Regions from separate parts of the Zea mays genome. Here region 2 is linked to region 1. Evidence: chromatin contacts called from public Hi-C data. All regions are on one chromosome and are shown on one strand. Each heading gives the region's core, a stretch centred on a gene start, on an enhancer-like site or on the middle of the called end of the contact. The rest is flanking DNA. Distances are from core to core; before and after follow the strand shown.

Region 1 (3,456 bases), core at 707-3,206:
TCGCAAACCCGGCTCCGGCCAAACCGTTGACAGCGTCAACATACCAGCCCGAGAACTCGGAACCTGACTATGCACCCGGGCAACGACCAGTTCACATGAGGGAACAACCAGACCAGCCGAGGCGTCACGAAAAGCGCTAAGACCTCGGAGGAGTCAAACCACTCCTCCGAGGCCTCGGGGGCTACACCCGGCGGGTGCGCTCGCGCGCACCCACTGGAACGAAATACAACCAAGAAAGGCCGGTCCCCTTACAAAAAGTGCGACAAAAGCCTCCAAGCGAGTACCAACACTCCCTTCGAGGCTCGGGGGCTACTGTCGGGGACCATAATTAGGGGTACTCCCAAGACTCCTAATCTCAGCTGGTAACCCCCATCAGCACAAAGCTGCAAAGGCCTGATGGGCGCAATTCAGTTCAAGGCTCCGTCCACTCAAGGGACACGATCTCGCCTCGCCCGAGCCCAGCCTCGGGCAAAGACAGCCGACCCAGGAGGATTCACGTCTCGCCCGAGGGTTCCCTCAAGCAACAGGCACACCTTCGACTCGCCCGAGGCCCAGCTCGGGCAGGCTTCGCGGAGAAGCAACCTTGGCCAGATCGCCTCGCCAGCCGACCGGATCGCAGGAGCATTCAATGCAAGGATCGCCTGACACCTTATCCTGACGCACGCTCCTCAGTCGACAAGGCCGAAGTGACCGCAGTCACTTCGCCCCTCCACTGACTGACTTGACAGGAAAACAACGCCGCCTGCCCTGCTCCGACTGCTGTGCCACCCGCCAGGGTGAGAGTGACAGCAGCCAAGTCCAGCCTCGGGCGCCATAGGAAGCTCCGCCTCACCCGACCCCAGGGCTCGGACTCAACCTCGACACCGGAAGACGGACTCCACCTCGCCCGACCCCAGGGCTCGGACTCCACCTCGACCTCGGAAGACGGACTCCGCCTCGCCCGACCCCAGGGCTCGGACTCAGCCTCGACCTCGGACGACGGTCTCCGCCTCGCCCGACCCCAGGGCTCGGACTCAGCCTCGACCTCGGAAGAATCACCGCCTCGCCCGACCTTGGGCTCGGACCGACCACGCTATAGGGGGGCCCATCATTACCCTATCCCTAGCTAGCTCAGGCTACGAGGAATATGGCACCCCGCGTGCTCCATGACGACGACAGTTCTCGGCCCCTTACGGAAGCAAGGAGACGTCAGCAAGGATCTGACAGCACCCGACAGCTGTGCTTCCACAGGGCTCAAGCGCTCCTCCGACGGCCACGTCACATGAACAGGGCAACAACGCCTCTCCAACAGCCACGTCAGCATGTACATAGGACTCTGGCTCCTCCCTGCTAGACACGTTAGCACATTGCTACACTCCCTGTTGTACACCTGGACCCTCTCCTTACATCTATAAAAGGAAGGTCCAGGGCCCTCATACGAGAAGGTGGCCGCGCGGGAGGACGGGCTGACGCACAGGCTCTCTCTCTCTCCCTCGCGAACGCTTGTAACCCCCTACTACAAGCGCATCCGTCCTGAGCGCAGGACAACACGAGGCCGCGATTCCCCTTATTGTTTCCCCCTTGTGTTCCGTCTCGCGCCGACCCATCTGGGCTGGGACACGCAGCGACAATTTACTCGTCGGTCCAGGGACCCCCGGGGTCGAAACGCCGACAATATCTGTTTGTTTTAATCTGTTTTCGTGTAACCGTATATCTCGCAACCATTTCCGGCTATACCGCTCCCGTTCTCGGTAAAAAAATATGTAACAGAAACGAGAGAGGGTTCAGACTGTTTCTGTTCGTTCTCGTCTTAGTTGTGAGCAACCATCAGGACTAGTTTGCGAGCGATAAAACCAGAGGATTAGAGGGGCTAGATTCTCATTCTTGTTCAAAATCTAGCCCCTCAAATTACCTTTGGTTTTATTATGCTTCCAATCTAGCCCTGAGTGATCATTACGTTCCAAGATTGCCCTGGCCTTGCAAGCAAATTACCCGCCTTCTGCCATCTGACGTTCTAGGGTTTGGCGGCTCCTCTATCCTTTCTCCATCCGCTAGCAGGCGCGAGGCGCCCCCTCCGACCGACACTGAATCCCGCCTCCAACCTCCGCTCGAAACCCATACCTTCGGTCTCCTCCGTCTGTCCGTCGCCCATCCGGCCGCCTCTTCTCCCACCAGCCGCCGCTGCCGCACGTTAGCTCCTCCTGCATCGTCGCCGGACCTCCGCTACGCCCCCGTGCATCCCTGCCTTGGCAGGCAGGATCTGGCCACCTTTCGCCGGCAACAGTTGGGCGCCGCATAGGTAACCGCCTACCCCCGAGGCAAGGCAGTACCCCGTCGCCCAGCGTATAAGCGCGGAAGGAGGGCGCGGAATAGCGCCTTTTCTAACACTAATGGCAACGGCGGCGGCGGATGGCCCCCCTGTGGAACCGCAGTCTCTGAAGAAGCTGAGCCTCCGGTCGCTCAAGCGGTCCCTGGACCTCTTCGCCCCGGCGCACGCCCTCCTCTTCACGCCCGACGCCGAGAGGTAACCTCGCTTAGCTGTTAACTCTGTTCTTTCCTCGGGTGGTTCAAAATCCTATCAGGGATTCTAACTGCGTATTCTCTTGATCTTGCTGCGGCGGCGGTGGTGCAGCAAGCGGATTCGTACTGGGTGCAAGGTGAGTGCGGAGTACGGTGCGGTGAAGGACCTCACGCCGGAGCAGGGGCGCGGTGGGCAGGGCAAGGGTCCTGCGCCGCCATCTTCAACAGCTTTGGCATTGCCAGGTTAACTTTGCTCTTTTCATTCTTTTACTTGCTGTTTAATGAAGGTTGAATCTATTTAGATCGTTTAGAATTGTAAGCTAGCAGCAGTACCAGAAATTCATGACTTTACCCTATTCTTCAATTTCTAGAGCAATTGAATACGGTAGTGTGAAACCTACTTAACTGTTTGATTTTAAGTTACAGAATTTCAGAAACCATGACTTGTAGTGTGAAAATCTATAGTTTATATTCCTCTTAAGCCAAATACCGTAGGCACATGGTTTTAACAAACTCCGTAATAGCAAAAAGTAGGTTGCATCCCCTGGCTTAAATTGAACAAGAAACTATAGTTGAGGCGTTGAGCTACTCAGCTGGTTACCTTCAGCAACTTGTTAGCTTGGGGTTGGGTAGCATTTATGATCTAATACAGCTTCTGCTGATTTCCCTGCTTTCATTAAATGCAGTCACAGATACAGAAGAAAAAATGTCTTACACAGAAAAGCGTTGCGATTAGAAATTAGTTTACCTCAGTTGCTATTCAGTTTAAGATTTCCTTGAATAGCCATATCTATTTCATCTATAAAATGGCAAATGCATTGGGGATGGACTTTTTGGCTCCCCTGCTCTGGTTATGTAAGTGTTTCCAAATTAAAGTTAATGAAAATAAAACAAGATAGTTTGGGATCGCAAAAAAGCTCCACGAAACATGGAGTTTTTACTCTCTGCACCATTTTC
Region 2 (3,456 bases), core at 656-3,155, 150 kb before region 1:
GTCTCTCCCGAGAGCGAGATTCAGGTGTTGTTAGCGAACGCCGCTACCCCTGTACACATGCGGACCATCCGGCTACCAGGCGCGGACCATCCGGCTTCACCACAGGGAAGACCCGCCTCTACGCGACAGGTCGCGGACCGTTCGGCCCTAGGCCACGGACTCTCTACTACGCTGCCGCAAAAAGAACCGCCACTAGTACACCTCGCAATGATTGTCTCCCGGATCGGGGCCAAACAACATGCAGACAGAAATAGTTTCCAAAGTTGCCCATGAGAGGCGAATATATCCCTTTATTTTGAAGGAATTGGAATTTATATATCAACCTAAAAGTAAGTTAATTTTCTACAACGCCAAAAATATGATGCCCTCTGAAAGTTTACTGTTTTTGCACGCCATGATCTCGTTTTGTAGATCAAATCATATTAAAAAATAACGTGGCGAATTTTTTTATAGATTTGATATTTGTTTACTAGATATTTTCAGTTAAAATTTTCTAATTCACAATCTCGATGCACGTGCAACAAAGCAGCTTAACACCTCATCTTGGTGCATGGCCATGCAGCCGGCCAAATTGGTGCTGGCGATTATCCCGCCCGTTGAATACTTGAATACCCAATTTCCATGTTTACTGTAGGGTAGCCAAATCTTGGTCTGAAACTAATTAATTAAACGGTAGCATGTCAAAATTTGTCTTGGCTATAGCTAGATAGCTAGAACCAGACATAACCTAAATCGGTTCAGCACACCCACCAATATTTTCTTGACTAGCTGAAGTTTCTACGATTTTAGTTTATTCGGTAAGAAGTAGATTTTGGGGTATTAGATGGGACTAAATCTCCTCCTATTAAAATTTGAATAAGAGGACATTTAATCCCCTCAATACTTCTCAATCCATATCAAACCGAGCATCTCTTCAACGAGTATTTAGTTTAAAGAAACAATCAATTTTAGATGAGGTGATGCATCATAAGTCTATTTCAAAATTTTGGTGGAATTAAACTTATTGCTCATATTATTGCTAATTATTGGCATGTGAGAAATGAAATGACCATGGATCAACTCATTCTATTGTACAAACCAAACAAGAAAGTGAAGGGCGTGAGAAAATAACGGACTAACTCATTTCTAAAACCAAACATGCTATAATTATTTCCATACCCAAACTTCTCTCTCTTCCTGTGGTTTTATATATGCAATTAATATGAATATTTTGGGTAAACCAGTGCGTGCGCCCACACAGCTGGCACATTACACTCCTAGCTAGCTTGCTCTCCTAGTTATAATACAGAGCACATTCAGTTCTCACTTTTGATATATTCCTAGTACAGTTTTACCTTTTGTAACACGATCGATACGCATGTCCAAAGAAATACCGTACGTGTCCTCCTGCCACTTGACTAAATGCATAGTGAGGAAAGAATATGCTGGAGCCAGTAGTACATACAATATAAACGACACATTCACTAGCTCAGAGAGAGAGAGAGAGAGAGAGAGAGAGAGAGAGAGAGAGAGAGGTGCACATACCATGTCAAATCAGTTTCTCAGTCCATGCATCCCATCCATCGGTTTGGACCATGTCTCTGTGCTATTTACGCTGTACCCTCAAAACGGCACGTACGTACACAAGAAGAAGAATAAAATAAATAAACATATATTATATTGGTGCCTGCTCCACCTCACCTAGCTCTCCACGCATTTCATCTCTCTCTCCCTCTCTCTCGTTAGCATAATACTCTCCACACCTAGCTGATGGGGGCCGGCTATCCCCCTCCATAATTGTACCAGCAAGTATAGTATTACCAAATTAAACTTTGCTCCTCATCACCCACACGCACAACAGACGCCGCAACACCCCGCCCTATATACAATAAGAACCATATGCCATACGCCACTCATGACCTAATCACCAAGATCCATTCCCTCCCCCTCGAGCAAGAACAGGCGGCAAGGGCTCCATCTGCTGCCAATTCACAAGTGCAGCAGGCCAGCAGCAGAAGCTTGTTGTTGCAATGGCTACTACTACTGCCGCAGCCCCCGACCTCTCGCTGCATATCAGCCCTCCCTCGCCGCCCGATGATGCTAGGAGCAGTGACGTGCTCTTCTCCAAGCAGACGTTGTGCCTCGGACTCGTTCAGACGACGACGGCGGCGGCGCATGATCAGGATGGCCAATGCGACGACGTCCAGCAGCAGCAGCGGCAGCGACTGCACCAGCAGCCTAGCCAGATCCAGAGGTTCAAGAAAACCTCGTCATCGTCGGCGGCGTTGTTATCTGCCGGAGGAGGCACGACGAGATCTGGGAACGGCAACAGCGGGGGCGGGAAGAGGAGCTCCAGAGCGCCGAGGATGAGGTGGACCACGGCTCTTCATGCACACTTCGTCCATGCCGTAGAGCTCCTTGGCGGCCATGAGAGTACGCTCGTCGACGCGACGTCCTTGCTTGTTGCTTGCCTTCCATATATACATTCTCACCAATGTTCTGTTCAATTGTTAGTCAATCGATTAATTGTGTGCTTCAGTTCGTTGGTCCTACGCTTTTGCCGTTAATATATATAACGACATGATGATCCGGTCTCTCTTGTGCATAGCTCATAGTGGGGAAATATTGTTACCTTGCATTGCTTTTGTTTGTTTTTCTTGCTTTCCACTTAATTAAATTGTAGCGTTTGCACACACTTCACTGAACTGCCAGTCTCGAGGTTTCAGTTTCATTTTTGTTACAAATTCAGAATTATTGTACCTTTCTTTCTAGGAGCAACGCCAAAGTCAGTGCTGGAGCTGATGAACGTTAAGGATCTCACATTGGCTCATGTTAAGAGCCACTTGCAGGCAAGTTACAAGAACCTCAATATACAATCTCTCTCTCTCTCTCTCTCTCTCTCTCTCTCTCTCTCTCTCTCTCTCTTCTCTCTCTCTCTTTCTCGATCTCCAGTAGATTTTGGTACTCAATAGTATTTCCCATGTCGCGAGACTCAAGAACCAAACAAAAAGATATCACAGTTTGACGATCTCTTGAGCAGCCCCCATTCACCTTTCCCTTCTTGGCATTGCTTGTAGTTGTCGCCAAATACTTGTCTCTTCCATCCGAATCATCATTTAACCAGTACTATATATATATATATATATATCAACCACAACGAACTAATGTTTCCTTTCCTTAGCGCGTTGCAAGAGTAAACCAATTAATTAAATGGCAGCACACAAGGATCAGTCTAATCTTTTGCATGGCGTCCTTTTCTTATTTGCTTTACTTGTTGATGCAGATGTATCGAACAGTGAAGGGAACGACGGCAGACAGATCATGTGCTGCAGGTAAAACATTTCTTTTCCTGAGTTGATATTCCTCAGGAGGGTCATATCACATAATGCTAGCTGAATTATTGGCATGGGGCGTGCATGGTTAGTATTTCAAGTCAGTCCCATAAAGCAAGCACTACTGTCATTCTTTTTTTTTCTT

Evidence for each region. Hi-C and Micro-C count contacts between places; a contact is called where the count stands out from the background.
Region 2: a Hi-C map of ear shows a contact between it and region 1, with 2.4 times the contacts expected there. The contact joins the promoter of LOC100216818 here to the promoter of LOC100282926 in region 1. A contact is called at or near these places in 7 of 25 Hi-C or Micro-C datasets (ear, leaf and tassel) and 1 of 3 datasets of contacts at active chromatin or transcription factors (leaf).

What each region holds. Positions count from the first base shown.
Region 1 is chr1:260,553,272-260,556,727 of Zm-B73-REFERENCE-NAM-5.0, reverse strand. It overlaps LOC100282926, which reads left to right and starts at 1,956. Exons shown (of 16, transcript NM_001155831.2): 1 at 1,956-2,503; 2 at 2,612-2,742. The coding sequence starts at 2,370.
Region 2 is chr1:260,703,558-260,707,013 of Zm-B73-REFERENCE-NAM-5.0, reverse strand. LOC100216818 reads left to right here and starts at 1,905. Exons shown (of 6, transcript NM_001143214.1): 1 at 1,905-2,412; 2 at 2,752-2,828; 3 at 3,263-3,311. The coding sequence starts at 2,010.